3 separate regions of the Cricetulus griseus genome follow, and regions 1 and 3 are each linked to region 2. Evidence: chromatin contacts called from public Hi-C and Micro-C data. All regions are on one chromosome and are shown on one strand. Each heading gives the region's core, a stretch centred on a gene start, on an enhancer-like site or on the middle of the called end of the contact. The rest is flanking DNA. Distances are from core to core; before and after follow the strand shown.

Region 1 (3,857 bases), core at 759-3,258, 160 kb after region 2:
CACAGACTCACAGAGGGTCCAAGCAAAGGAGACGACAACCTCCTTCCAGAGGCCCTGTGCATCCCAGGCGGACTCAAGGAGACTCTGAAGAGGTGGCGCCTCTAAGAACACTTCCCTATTCTGACTTCAACCCCCTGGGTACAAAGTGAGACTCTGGAAGCCCAGAGCAGCATATCCTACTGCCTTTTACAATAAGCCTGCTGAGGCTGAAGACAGTCTGTCTCCAAATTCTGCTCACTCAAATGTCCTCAACACACTCTGATGGCTTGGCTGTGTTTCCAAACACTTCACTGAGTATCCATTGAGACTCCTCGCTAGCCTGCTAAATCAGTTTCCCTCTCCAGAGCCGTCACAGTAGGGATGTTCTAAACTTTGTTCTATTCTTCTGACACCATGTCACTCAAGGCCAGACATCTGGGCCACAGTTAGCTTCCGCATTCTGCAGCTATCTAGTCACGAACCGTTTCTAACTAGCCATTCCCAGCTTCTTAATGACAATATACAAACCTCCACCCATTTTTCATTATCCTATTAGGAAAGGAAGAAACGAAATTGGCTTTAAATTTTCTTCTTCCAGGCAGCTGGCTGGCCTGCAAGAATGCGCTGTTGACCATCTGGGCAGGGGCTGGGGGCAGGGAGGTGTTGTGTGGCTCCAGCCTGGGGAAGCCCGCAGGACATGTGGGTGTGGGGTGAGGGTGGGGGTGTGGGTGTGGGGGTGTGGGGTGAGGGTGGGGGTATGGGGTGCAGGGTGTGTATGTGGTGTGTATATGTGGTGTGTATGCGGGGTGAGGGGTGTGTATACAGGGTGTGGTGTGTGTATGTGGTGTGTTTGTGGGTGTGTGTATGTGTGGTGTGTATGTGGGGTGTGTATGTGGGGTGTATATGTGGGGTGTGTATGTGGTGTGTATGTGTGGTGTGTATGTGGTATGTATGTGTGGTGTGTGTGGTGTGTATGTGGTGTGTATGTGTGGTGTATATGTGGTGTGTATATGGGGTGTATATGGGGTGTGTATGTGGTGTGTGTGTGTGTATATGGTGTGTATATGGGGTGTGTGGTGTGTGTATGTGGTGTGTGTATGTGGTGTGTGTATGGGGTGTGTGGTGTGTGTATGTGGTGTGTATGTGTGGTGTGTATGTGGTGTGTGTGTGTGGTGTGTGTGGTGTGTGTGGTGTGTATGTGTGGTGTGTGTGTGTGTGTGTGGTGTGTGTGGTGTGTGTGTGTGGTGTATGTGTGGTGTGTGTGTGTGTGTGTGTGTGTGTGTGGTGTGTGTGTGTGTGTGTGGTGTGTGTGTGGTGTGTGTGTGTGTGTGTGTGTGTGTGTGTGTGTGTGTGTGTGTGTGTGTGTGTGTGTGTGTGTGTGTGTGTGTGTGTGTGTGTGTGTGTGTGTGTGTGTGTGTGTGTGTGTGTGGTGTGTGTGGTGTGTGTGTGGTGTGTGTGTGTGTGTGTGTGTGTGTGTGTGGTGTGTGTGTGTGTGTGTGTGTGTGGTGTGTGTGTGTGTGTGTGTGGTGTGTGTGTGTGTGTGTGTGTGTGTGTGGTGTGTATGTGGTGTGGTGTGTATGTGTGGTGTGTATGTGTGGTGTGTGTGTATGGGGTGTGTGGTGTGTATGTGTGGTGTGTATGTGGTGTGTGTGTGTGGTGTGTGTGGTGTGTGTGGTGTGTGTGGTGTGTATGTGGTGTGTGTGTGTGGTGTGTATGTGGTGGGGTGCGGGGCGGGGCGGGCAGCCAGGAGGCAGGAGGACTGAGGCGGCGAGCCCACAGGCCCCGACTGCAGCGGGCGGGGCAGTGGCGGGGTTCCGGGGCTCCGGGGTTCGGGGGCTCGGGGCGGGCGGCAGGAGGCCGCCGTCTCACCTGCGGCTCGCACAGCTTGGCGCCGTGGGGCGCGGGCGGCTCGGGCCGCCGCTCCGGCCTCTGCTCGAACACGGAGTCCTCGAATTCGCCGCCGAGCACCCAGCCCCCGGCCTCCATGGCGCGCGCGGCCGGGCACCGAGACGACGCGGCGCCTAGAGCGGCGCCGGCCAGCGGCCCACCCGGAAGCGGCGGGCGGGGCGGGCGGCGCGTGGCACTCTGGGAGTGGTAGTCTTTTAGACGCGGTGGGGCTGACTCTCGGGCGTCCTGAGCCCCGCAGGGAGCTGGAGGGAGTGCTCTCCCCGCGTCCTGCAAAGGCCGGCTCCCCGGGGAGTTTAAACCCCGGCAGTTTTCTCGTGCATCGCCCTCCCCGTTCCAGTTTGCATTTTCCGTCTTCGCCAGGAGCCACCGCGGGAAAGGCAGCGAGCGACCCCGGTTTTGGAGAAGTGGCTGCCAGGCCGGCGTCTCCGCAGACCCGAGCTGCTCGGGCCGCCCTGCAGGGCTGGGAGACTTGCAGGAGCGTCTTGGCCCCGGGAAGTGAAGATCGCCACTCACTGTCTTTCGGGGGCGACCGCAGGCGCCTGCCCGGTTCCCAGAGCCCCGCTTCTGCTCGTGGCTCACACAGCCGCGTGCCCTGCAGCCTCCGATGGCTGGCTCCACCCAGGGGAAGCCAGGGCCGTCTTTAATACCTAGGTGAGGGCTTGTTTTGGTTTCCCATCAGAAATGTGATACTCCATGTTAAGAAAATAATTGGGGGAGGGGGGGAGTGCTGGAGAGATGCCTCAGTGGTTAAGACCACTGTCTGCTCTTCCAGAGGTCCCGGGTTCAATTCCCAACCCCCGCCCGCATGGCGGCTCACAACTGTCTGTAATTCCAGTTCCAGAGGATCTGACACCTTCACACAGACATACACGCAGGCAAACCCCAATGAACAATAAATAAATAATTGTTTAAAAAAGAAAAAAAACGGATATTATAGAAAAATATGAGAAAAAAATCCATGATACCATAACTAAGGAAAAACAAAACGAGGTCCTAAAAAGGAGAGATATTTGCCCTAACAGCACAGTACTGAAGGACTTCGAGAGTCTGGCTTCCTGATCCTTGCTTCACTAGCTGTTCAACCGAGTCTGTGGAATGGGTATTGATTAAAATAGGCTTGTAAAGCTTGTCAGACGGCCGGCGGGGTACATGAGCTCATTCAAAACCCCTGCTCCGGGAGCACAGTTAGAGCACAGCAAAGGCAGGCCCGGGTGGGGGGGGGGGGGGTTCCAGCCCTTTCCTTATGAAAGCTGTTTGTTCTCAGAATTCCTTCCCCTCCCCTCTGGAGTCAGTGAGCTCGAGCCTCCTGCCCGACTCTAACTGAGCTAGGGCTTGTACTGAGAGGGCAGCAAGTCCTTTTAGGGCTGCATGTGGGTGCTAGTTCTCTGCCCTCTGTGGGTGCTAGTTCTCTGCCCTCTGGACTCAGGATCCCTGGACTCAGGAGTTGCCAACCTTTTCCCACTAAACTTCCTTGGTTACTTTACTCCTGCAGCTGTGCTGTTTGTTGCACAAAATACAGCTATGTTTATTGACTAATAATTGCTTCCCTTTCCTATGAAAAACTGAACCCAAATCCCATATAGCAGCCAATCCAAGATTCCACCCAGCATTGCCTGGGTGTGTGACAAGATTCCAGTTGAAAGTGAGAATGTAGTTGCTAGGACCCTGGGAAGCCTGATGGACGGCAAATGTTAGAATTAGGACTTTGCCAATAAAACAGTTTCAATCTCCTATTGCAGTCTGTTGCGAGATATTTCATTACACTGTGTAAAGATATGTCACTGTGATTGGTGTAATGAAAAGTTAAATGGCCAACAGCTAGGCAGGAGGTATAGGCGGGACTTCTGAACAGAGAGAGTTCTGGGAAGAAAATAGGGGAGTCACTGGCCAGACACAGAGGAAGCCAGATATGCAGAAGGAGGTAAAAGCTACGAGCCTTGTGAAGCACAGGGATCAATAGAAACGGGCTA
Region 2 (3,428 bases), core at 282-2,781:
GTTCGAGACCAGCCTGGTCTACAAGAGCTAGTTCCAGGATAGCCTCCAAAGCCACAGAGCAACCCTATCTCATAAAAAAAAAAAAAAAAGTAAAATGGTATTTGGGCAGAGGCCTGAAAAATACCCAGAGGTAAATGAGTGAGCCATGGTTATCTCCTCAGTAGAAAAATACATGTGCAAAAGCCCTGGGGTCCACCTAGGTCAGCAGCAAGCAGGCAAGGGTTTTACTCATCCATTTTCAGACACTGGAGAGTTCTAGGGAGACTGACAGGACATAATTTTTGTTTTAACAGGATCACTCTAGCTGCCCACTGAGAACAAATGGGGCAACGCTGGAGTGGTAACAGCTTGCAATGGAGAAAGAGAGAGGCCTGTATTCCAGCTATCCAGGTGAGGTAGCACCCAAATGACCTTCTTGATAGATTCTGGGCTGGGAAAACGAAGTCGAGGGCCTGTACACAGTGTTTCCCGATGGGAGAACCTGAGCCTCCCCTGATTAAATTTTTATATCACAGAAACGATTAAAAATAACCTCTAGGAAATTAATATTCTTTGGCCCGGAAAGGTAATTTGGATGTCTTCCTGGGAGCTTAAGAAAACTGACATCTCCCGCTTCCTGAGTAACTTAATCATTCACTGATACATTTAACTACCCTACGCCAGGAGCTGGGTTAGGGCCCTCAGGAAATACAGATAAATTCACACTTTCTTTCGTTTTTTTTTTTTTAATCTCTGACCTTAAACCACTTCAATAAGGCGCAGAGAGAAGCTGTAGACATGCAAACGGCCCGTGTACAAGTCTGTCAAGCGGACACCACTGACTGGGATGGCACTGCCGCGGTGGGGACCGACGGAGGGCTGAGGACATGGAGGCAGGTGGCAGTCCCCATCCGCCAACAGACTGGTAACCATCCCTAACTTACCTTCTCACCACCATCTCCTTCAGCGCCAGGAGGGCGGGGAGCCCCATGGTGCCAGACGACAAGGGTCGTGAGTCACTTCCCAGCGACTCTTAAGTCAGGACACCCAAAGGACCAACCAAGCCTTAACGCCCCCCCACCACCGCCACCAGCGGCCCCGGACGCACTACAAATCCCACCAGCCCCAGCGCGCCCCGCAGCCCGCCGCCGCGGCCCCGCCGCCGCGGGGGCACCTGGGGGCTGTAGTCTCCACCCACGGCGCGACGCCGGCTCCTACCTGGAAGCGATAGAGGAAGGCTTCGGGCCAGAGGAAGAAGTAGGCCGGGCTGATGATGCCGAGCTTGCCGATCAAGGGGACCGCGACGGTGGCGGCAAACCAGTAGCGCGTGATGGCCGGGATGCTCCTGAACCAGTCCCCGATGTCCGACATGGTGGCCCGTCAGGTGGCCGGCTGCGCCGCGCCGCTCGGCCGCCTCGGCCAGGGACAGCCAGGAGCGCAGCCGCCGTGCAGGAGGCGGAGACCGACGGACGTGGCGCCACCGAATTCGGGCGAGCCAGCGAGCGAGCGGGCGAGCCAAGGCAGCGCTCACCAGGGAAACTTCCCCTTCCGGCGGCCGCGAGCCAGTGCGCGCGCGCGCGAGGGGGCCACGTGACCAGAGAGGCCCTCGCGCCTTAAAGGGCCAGTGTCCCCTTTAAACCCGGGCACGCCCTCCTGGGGCGGAGCCAAGCGCGGCGGGTGGGCGGGGCGGCGTGTCTCGTGGGAAACCGCGCGGTTGCCCGGGGCAACGGCCAGTCTTTGCAGCCCACGGGGAGGTCGCGTGCCCTCCGGCCGGCGCTCGCTGGCGTGGAAAGCCGAGCCGGTGCCTCTCCGTGAGTGTTTATTTATTTAAAGGGCGAGGAGGCGGCGAAGTGCACGGTTGCCATGGCTCCCGTCGGGCGTCCGTCTGCTCACGGTGAATCCCTGAATGGCGGGTTGCTGACACCCGGGGATGGATGCAACTGCGGCCGTGGCACGGTTAGACAGGAAAAAATGAGAAATGGAGCAAAGGTTTCCTCCGGAGGAGGGTGTGGGGGAAATAGAGATGGCGGGGAAGGGTGCAGCGGAGCACTGGAGAACCGGGAGACGGCTGCAGAGACGGCTGCAGATGGACACATCCGTGGCCTTCTGAGCAAGGGTGGCTGCACAAACGAAAACCTAGGGAAAGAGTTTGTCACGGAGAGACAAGACGGCTTTTAACAGGACTGCAAAGGGAACTGAAAGGGGGTTCGGCCTTGACTTGGTTTTGGTTTGTTTGTTTGGGTATTGCTCTTTATTTTTTTTTAAGATTTTTTATTTATTTATTATGTATACAACATTCTGCTTCCATGTATATCTGCACACCAGTAGAGGGCACCAGATCTCATCACGGATAGTTGTGAGCCACCATGTGGTTGCTGGGAATTGAACTCAGGACCTCTGGAAGAGCAGGCAGTGCTCTTAACCTCTGAGCCATCTCTCCAGCCCTGCTCTTTATTTTTTAATTTTTTTTTTTTTTTAGTTCAAATTAGGAACAAGCTTGCTTCACATGTCAATCCCTTCTCCCTCTCCCCCCCCCCATTGATTTTTAATCTGGTTGCTTGGGGGGGGCTTTAAATTAGCTACAAATGAAGATGATGCGAAAAAATAAACAAAAACAAAACAGTCGCTGGAAACATACCTATTTCACTAGAACTTTTATTCTATTTTGTTGCCGTTGTCATGGAGCAGGACCTACGGTGCAAGCGGTGGAACCTTCCGTGGAGAACACAACTGTAAGCTTGACTTGTAGAGAACAAAACGTTTGGACTTAACTGCAATGAGAGAGATGGTTCACCCTTAATTTTTTTCCAATTGTACAGGGGTAACACACTGTATTAAATATGTAAGGTCTTAAAAAAAAAAAAAAGAAGGGATTTTGAGAGCCCATCCCTTGTGAAGGGATGCTCTCTTGACCTGGACACATGGCGAAGGGCCTAGGCCTGGCCCAGGATGATGTGGTAGACTTTGGGGAGCCCCTTTTGAGGGCCTTACCCTGCCTAGGGAGTGGAGGGGGGATGGCTAGGGGCAGGTGGGATGTTGGGGGGAGGGGATTGACATCTGAAGCAAGCTTGTTCCTAATTTGAACTAATAAAATAAAATAAAATAGAGATGGTTCACCAAAGAAACCTGGACCCAGCCTGGCGTTGGTGTCGCACACCTTTAATTGCAGCACTCGGGAGGCAGAGACAGGCGGATCTCTGTGAGTTCGAGGCCAGCCTGGTCTACAGAGAGAGTGCCAAGACAGCCTCCAAAGCTACACAGAGAAACCCTGTCTCGAAAAACAAAAAACAAAACAAAACAAAAAAAAAAAAGAAGAAAGAAAGAAAGAAACCTGGACCCGTCTCACTAAACAAAAGCGTCATTATGGGATGGGAGGGAAAGGGGGAAGGGTTGGCAGCTGCTAGAAGAAGCAGCGCTTTGTAGGTTGAAGGCAGAGCTGACCGGAGCTG
Region 3 (3,900 bases), core at 977-3,476, 220 kb before region 2:
AACGGTCTGTCTGGCTTAGAGGTTAAAAGGTCTGTCATCAAGGGATGACAAGGCAGAAACTCAAGGCACGACACTGGAAACAGAAAGTGAAGCAGAGGCCATGAGGTAAACTGCTTGCTCTGGGTGGCTTGCTCTGCTTGCTTTCTTATGCAGTCCAGGATCACCAGACCAGGACTGGCCCCTTACACACCGGGCTGGGCCCTGCCACATCCATCCAGGCCCCATAGAGGTGTGCCCACAGGCCAATCTGGTGGAGGTAATTCTTCAACTGAAATACCCTCTTCCTAAGGGACCCTAGTTCCTGTCAATGGACAAAGCCTACCCAGCTCAGACAACATCTCTGAATTCTGGTGTGGGATGCAAGTTGACAAGACTCCTCGCAGATCATCTACCGGTATCAGATGAGACTGAGATCCGGATTATAGTCACCGACAAAGCTCTGAACCGAATCCTGTTAAGAACGGGTGGAGGGCGCCGGGGGGGGGGGCATTTGTCTCCCTAGTGAGAAGGAGGAGAAAAACCAGTCAGCAGCCAGGATCCCCTTTGGGGACTTTTTACTTATCAAAAAAAAAAAAAAAAAAAAAGCAACGTCCCCTCCCCCACCCCAGTCAGCAATAATCCATCCAAAGCTTGCAAAGCGTAAGAAATGTTTGCATGTGCGCTAATTTAATCTTAAATAGGAAAAACTTCCGGAAAAAAAAATAAAAGGTTACCAGAGAAATGGGAACCTTGGGGCGACCTTTAATTTTTTTTAACTACTTCCTTCTTTCCAGTCTACGAAAATAAAATGCCAAAAGAGGTTCCCCAGAGCCACGGCCACCCGCAGCCCCCAAAGCCAGTCTTCCACTGTCTCCTGGGTCGTCTCCTTGCCCACCCCGCAGCACACTTTCACCTGTTGCTGTCCCGCGCCCCGAGCGAGCGAGCGAGCGAGCGAGCGGAGTCGCAAGCGGCCGCTAGAGTTCGTTCTAATTCCCCGGAGCAGAACTGGCTGGGAAGCCCCGCCGCGCCGTGCCTGCTAATCCGCAGGGTGGGAGGCGACTCGGCAGTCTCCAAGCCCCAGGCCCCCCTTTTTCCTCGAATAACTACTAGTGTCGCCTATGGGTTCCAGAGCTCTGGGCCCCTCGCCCACGGTGGGCTGCAGAGCGCCCACACCCAAGAAATTGCCAAGCGCCCTGGAGTCTGCAAAAGGGACCCGGGGTCCTAGAGGGAAGAATTCGCAGCGCAGGCAGGTTGCAGCCGGAGGGCCTCGGCGTCCCTCGGATGCTCGCCCAAAGCCTTTTAACACTGCCTGTGACCGCAGTGCAGCAGCCGGGTCGCAAATTCATGGTTCCCAAGGCTGCAGGGAAAGGACACACACACACACACACACACACACACACACACACACACACACACGACACCCCGCGGGGTGCTCTGCAGCGCAGGAGGAGGTGGCCTTTGGAGACCCCTCCCGCGGGGAACGCGGCTGTCCCAGCTCCCAGTGTGACCCCCGTCTCACCTCCGAGGGACTGAGGGGTGCGCGCAACAGGCTTGTGCTTGTCTCTGAGTCTGAGAGCCCCTGCGAACTTGGGTTAGACAAGTTTAAGTCATCTCCCCCCCCCCCCTGCCCCGAGACTGTTTGTTTATGGGTTTGGAGGAGGAAAAAAAAAAAGTTTGAAGATCCTTAACCCGACGGAGCCCAGGCGCGAGCGGAAATCCCCAACAAAAGTGATCTGACCTCAAGTGGTTACATAAAGTGCGGGAGCCTTCTTCCCCGCCCCGCTCCCAAGCCGGGAGTAAAATGCATCTTAGTTTTAAAAAAAAAAAGTTTGCAAGTGTGTTATTATTTTCTTGAGCCGGAAGGCGGGAGAAAGAGCAGCCAGAGACCAGGGCGCGTGAGGACCCCACCCGCGTTGTGCCCCCGCGCACCGCAGGAGGGCACAGAGTCCCGGGCGCTGCCAGCGCCGGGCAAGCCCTAGCGCCCTGCGGTCCCACGGTCCGCCACTCCACGTGGTGAGCCAGGATCAACAGTTTGTTGAGCTCATCAGTGACACCTTGAACTTTTCATAAAGAAAATGGGTATTGCACCACCGCGAGGGGTTGGCCGCGGCCGCGCGCCGGCTGGTGCTCAAAATTCAGGGGATCCCGCTTGCGCCTCCCCCATCCATCTCTTCCCGCAAAAATTCCATCGTGTCCGTTACTGGACTCGGACTTTTGAGTTCATTTGCTGCACACACACACACACACACACACACACACACACACACACACACACACACAGCACAGACACACACACACACACACCTCCCGTTTGGCTACTCATCAGAGCCTTTAGGGCGAGCCTCCCCCCCACCCGCAGCTCCCTCCTAAAAATGACATTTTGCCGGCGTCCGCCGAGGGGCCTGAATTTCACTTTGTAACTTTCTGCGGAACCCGAGCCCGGGTGGCAGCTCCGGCGGTGGTATCGTATGCAAATACGCACGCTGACGTTACAGATCATGTGGGTTTTGGCGTAGATTCCCCACTGATCGAGACATTTTTCCCCCTTTTTTTTCCTTTTTTCTTTTTTTTTTTCTTTTCTTTTCTTTTTCTTTTCTTTTTTTTTTTCTTTTAAAATTTTCGCCCAACCGTTCTCCATACGGGGGCTTTTCCTGTCTGTCTGTCCGTCTGCCAGGCTGGCTTTCCCCACCACCACCAGCACCAGCACCACCACCACCTCTTTCCCACGGAGCCCGAGTCGGGCGCCGGGTGGGGAGTGGGGAGTGGGTGGGGGGAGCCAGCAGAGTTCCATTTTGGAACGCCCGTGCCTCGTCTCCGCCTTCCCAGCCCGGGTCCCCGCGTTCCCAGCCCCGGCGCAGGTAAGAAACTTCGCCCCGGCGCGGAGCACCCTCGGCGGGGCACCGCCAGCCCCGAGCCCGGCTCGCCGGGCGCCCGCTACTCCAGCCCAACTTTCCCACCGCCGCCGCCGCTCCCGAAAATGCGTTGCTAATGGGACTTGGCCGGTTTGGGGGGCCGGGGTGCGCGGGAGGGTGTGTGTGGGGGGGGGGTGCAGGCTTTTTTTTTTTGTGGGTGGGAGGAAATCCGCCGATCCGGGGCGGGGGGCGGGGGGGAAAGGGAGATTTTTTTTTTTATGAAGTAGTTTTGATTACAAGTTTGGATAAATGGAAGCCAGGCCGAGGAGGAGGAGGAAAAACATGTCTACGTTTCCCTATGTCGACATAAGCCACAAAAAAATATGGCGTCCGCTTTCGACAGGGCGTTACGTAGACCCGACTCTGGTTTTTTTTATTTATTTATTTTTGTGGCCGGCTCCCTGCCTCCCTTTGGCCAAACTGCGGCGCTTTGTGCGAGCGGGGCAGGTCCCGCGGGGACTCCACCGGGACGTGGCTCCGTCTCGGCGCTTTTGGGCAGCCTGGGGGCTGCGTGGGGCTGCTCCCCTGCCTCCCCCGCTCTCCCCTCTGCTCTCCTCTCCCGGTGACGATTCGGCAGGAAGCATGACGCCGTGTTGAGGCTGCCTCTCCTCGCGTCGCTCCCGGTGGCTGCAGGCGGCCGGCGCGCGGCGCGGGCGAGCGGCGGGCGGCGAGCGGGCGGGCGGCGAGCGAGCGACCTGCGGGCAGGGCCTGAGTGCGGCGCTGTGCCCACGCCCCGCTCAGGTGCGCGGGGAGGGGGATGCGTGGGGCGCGCGGCCCCCCTTTGGGGGGGGCCCTGCTGTCCCCGGACCAACCCGAGCCCGGGTCTTCCCCGCCTGAGTGGCGGTGGCGTTTTCCAGTCTGTCCAACAAGAGGTTAATCGTTGCTGGCGTTGGAGCGTCTTTGTGGCTTCCCCAGGACTTGGGATCCTGGGCTTTGCAAACTTGCCCTTTCCAGAGCAGCTTTGCAGGAGGCTGCGAAGACCAAGAAGCTCGGAAAGTTGGAAAGCGGG

The links. Hi-C and Micro-C count contacts between places; a contact is called where the count stands out from the background.
Region 1: a Hi-C map of the CHO-K1 cell line shows a contact between it and region 2, with 1.8 times the contacts expected there. The contact joins the promoter of LOC113837489 here to the promoter of LOC103161457 in region 2.
Region 3: a Micro-C map of the CHO-K1 cell line shows a contact between it and region 2, with 2.0 times the contacts expected there. The contact joins the promoter of Zhx2 here to the promoter of LOC103161457 in region 2. A contact is called at or near these places in 3 of 8 Hi-C or Micro-C datasets (the CHO-K1 cell line and fibroblasts).

Annotation. Positions count from the first base shown.
Region 1 is chr10:29,607,286-29,611,142 of CriGri-PICRH-1.0, reverse strand. It overlaps LOC113837489, which reads right to left and starts at 2,008. Exons shown (of 6, transcript XM_027431657.2): 1 at 1,849-2,008. The coding sequence starts at 1,965. The region is part of intron 3 of Zhx1 (zinc fingers and homeoboxes protein 1); the gene reads right to left. LOC113837490 (a long non-coding RNA gene) reads left to right here and starts at 2,773. Exons shown (of 3, transcript XR_003488090.2): 1 at 2,773-3,808.
Region 2 is chr10:29,765,259-29,768,686 of CriGri-PICRH-1.0, reverse strand. It overlaps LOC103161457 (derlin-1), which reads right to left and starts at 1,531. Exons shown (of 7, transcript XM_027431665.2): 1 at 1,198-1,531. The coding sequence starts at 1,350.
Region 3 is chr10:29,985,764-29,989,663 of CriGri-PICRH-1.0, reverse strand. Zhx2 (zinc fingers and homeoboxes protein 2) reads left to right here and starts at 2,226. Exons shown (of 5, transcript XM_027431667.2): 1 at 2,226-2,837.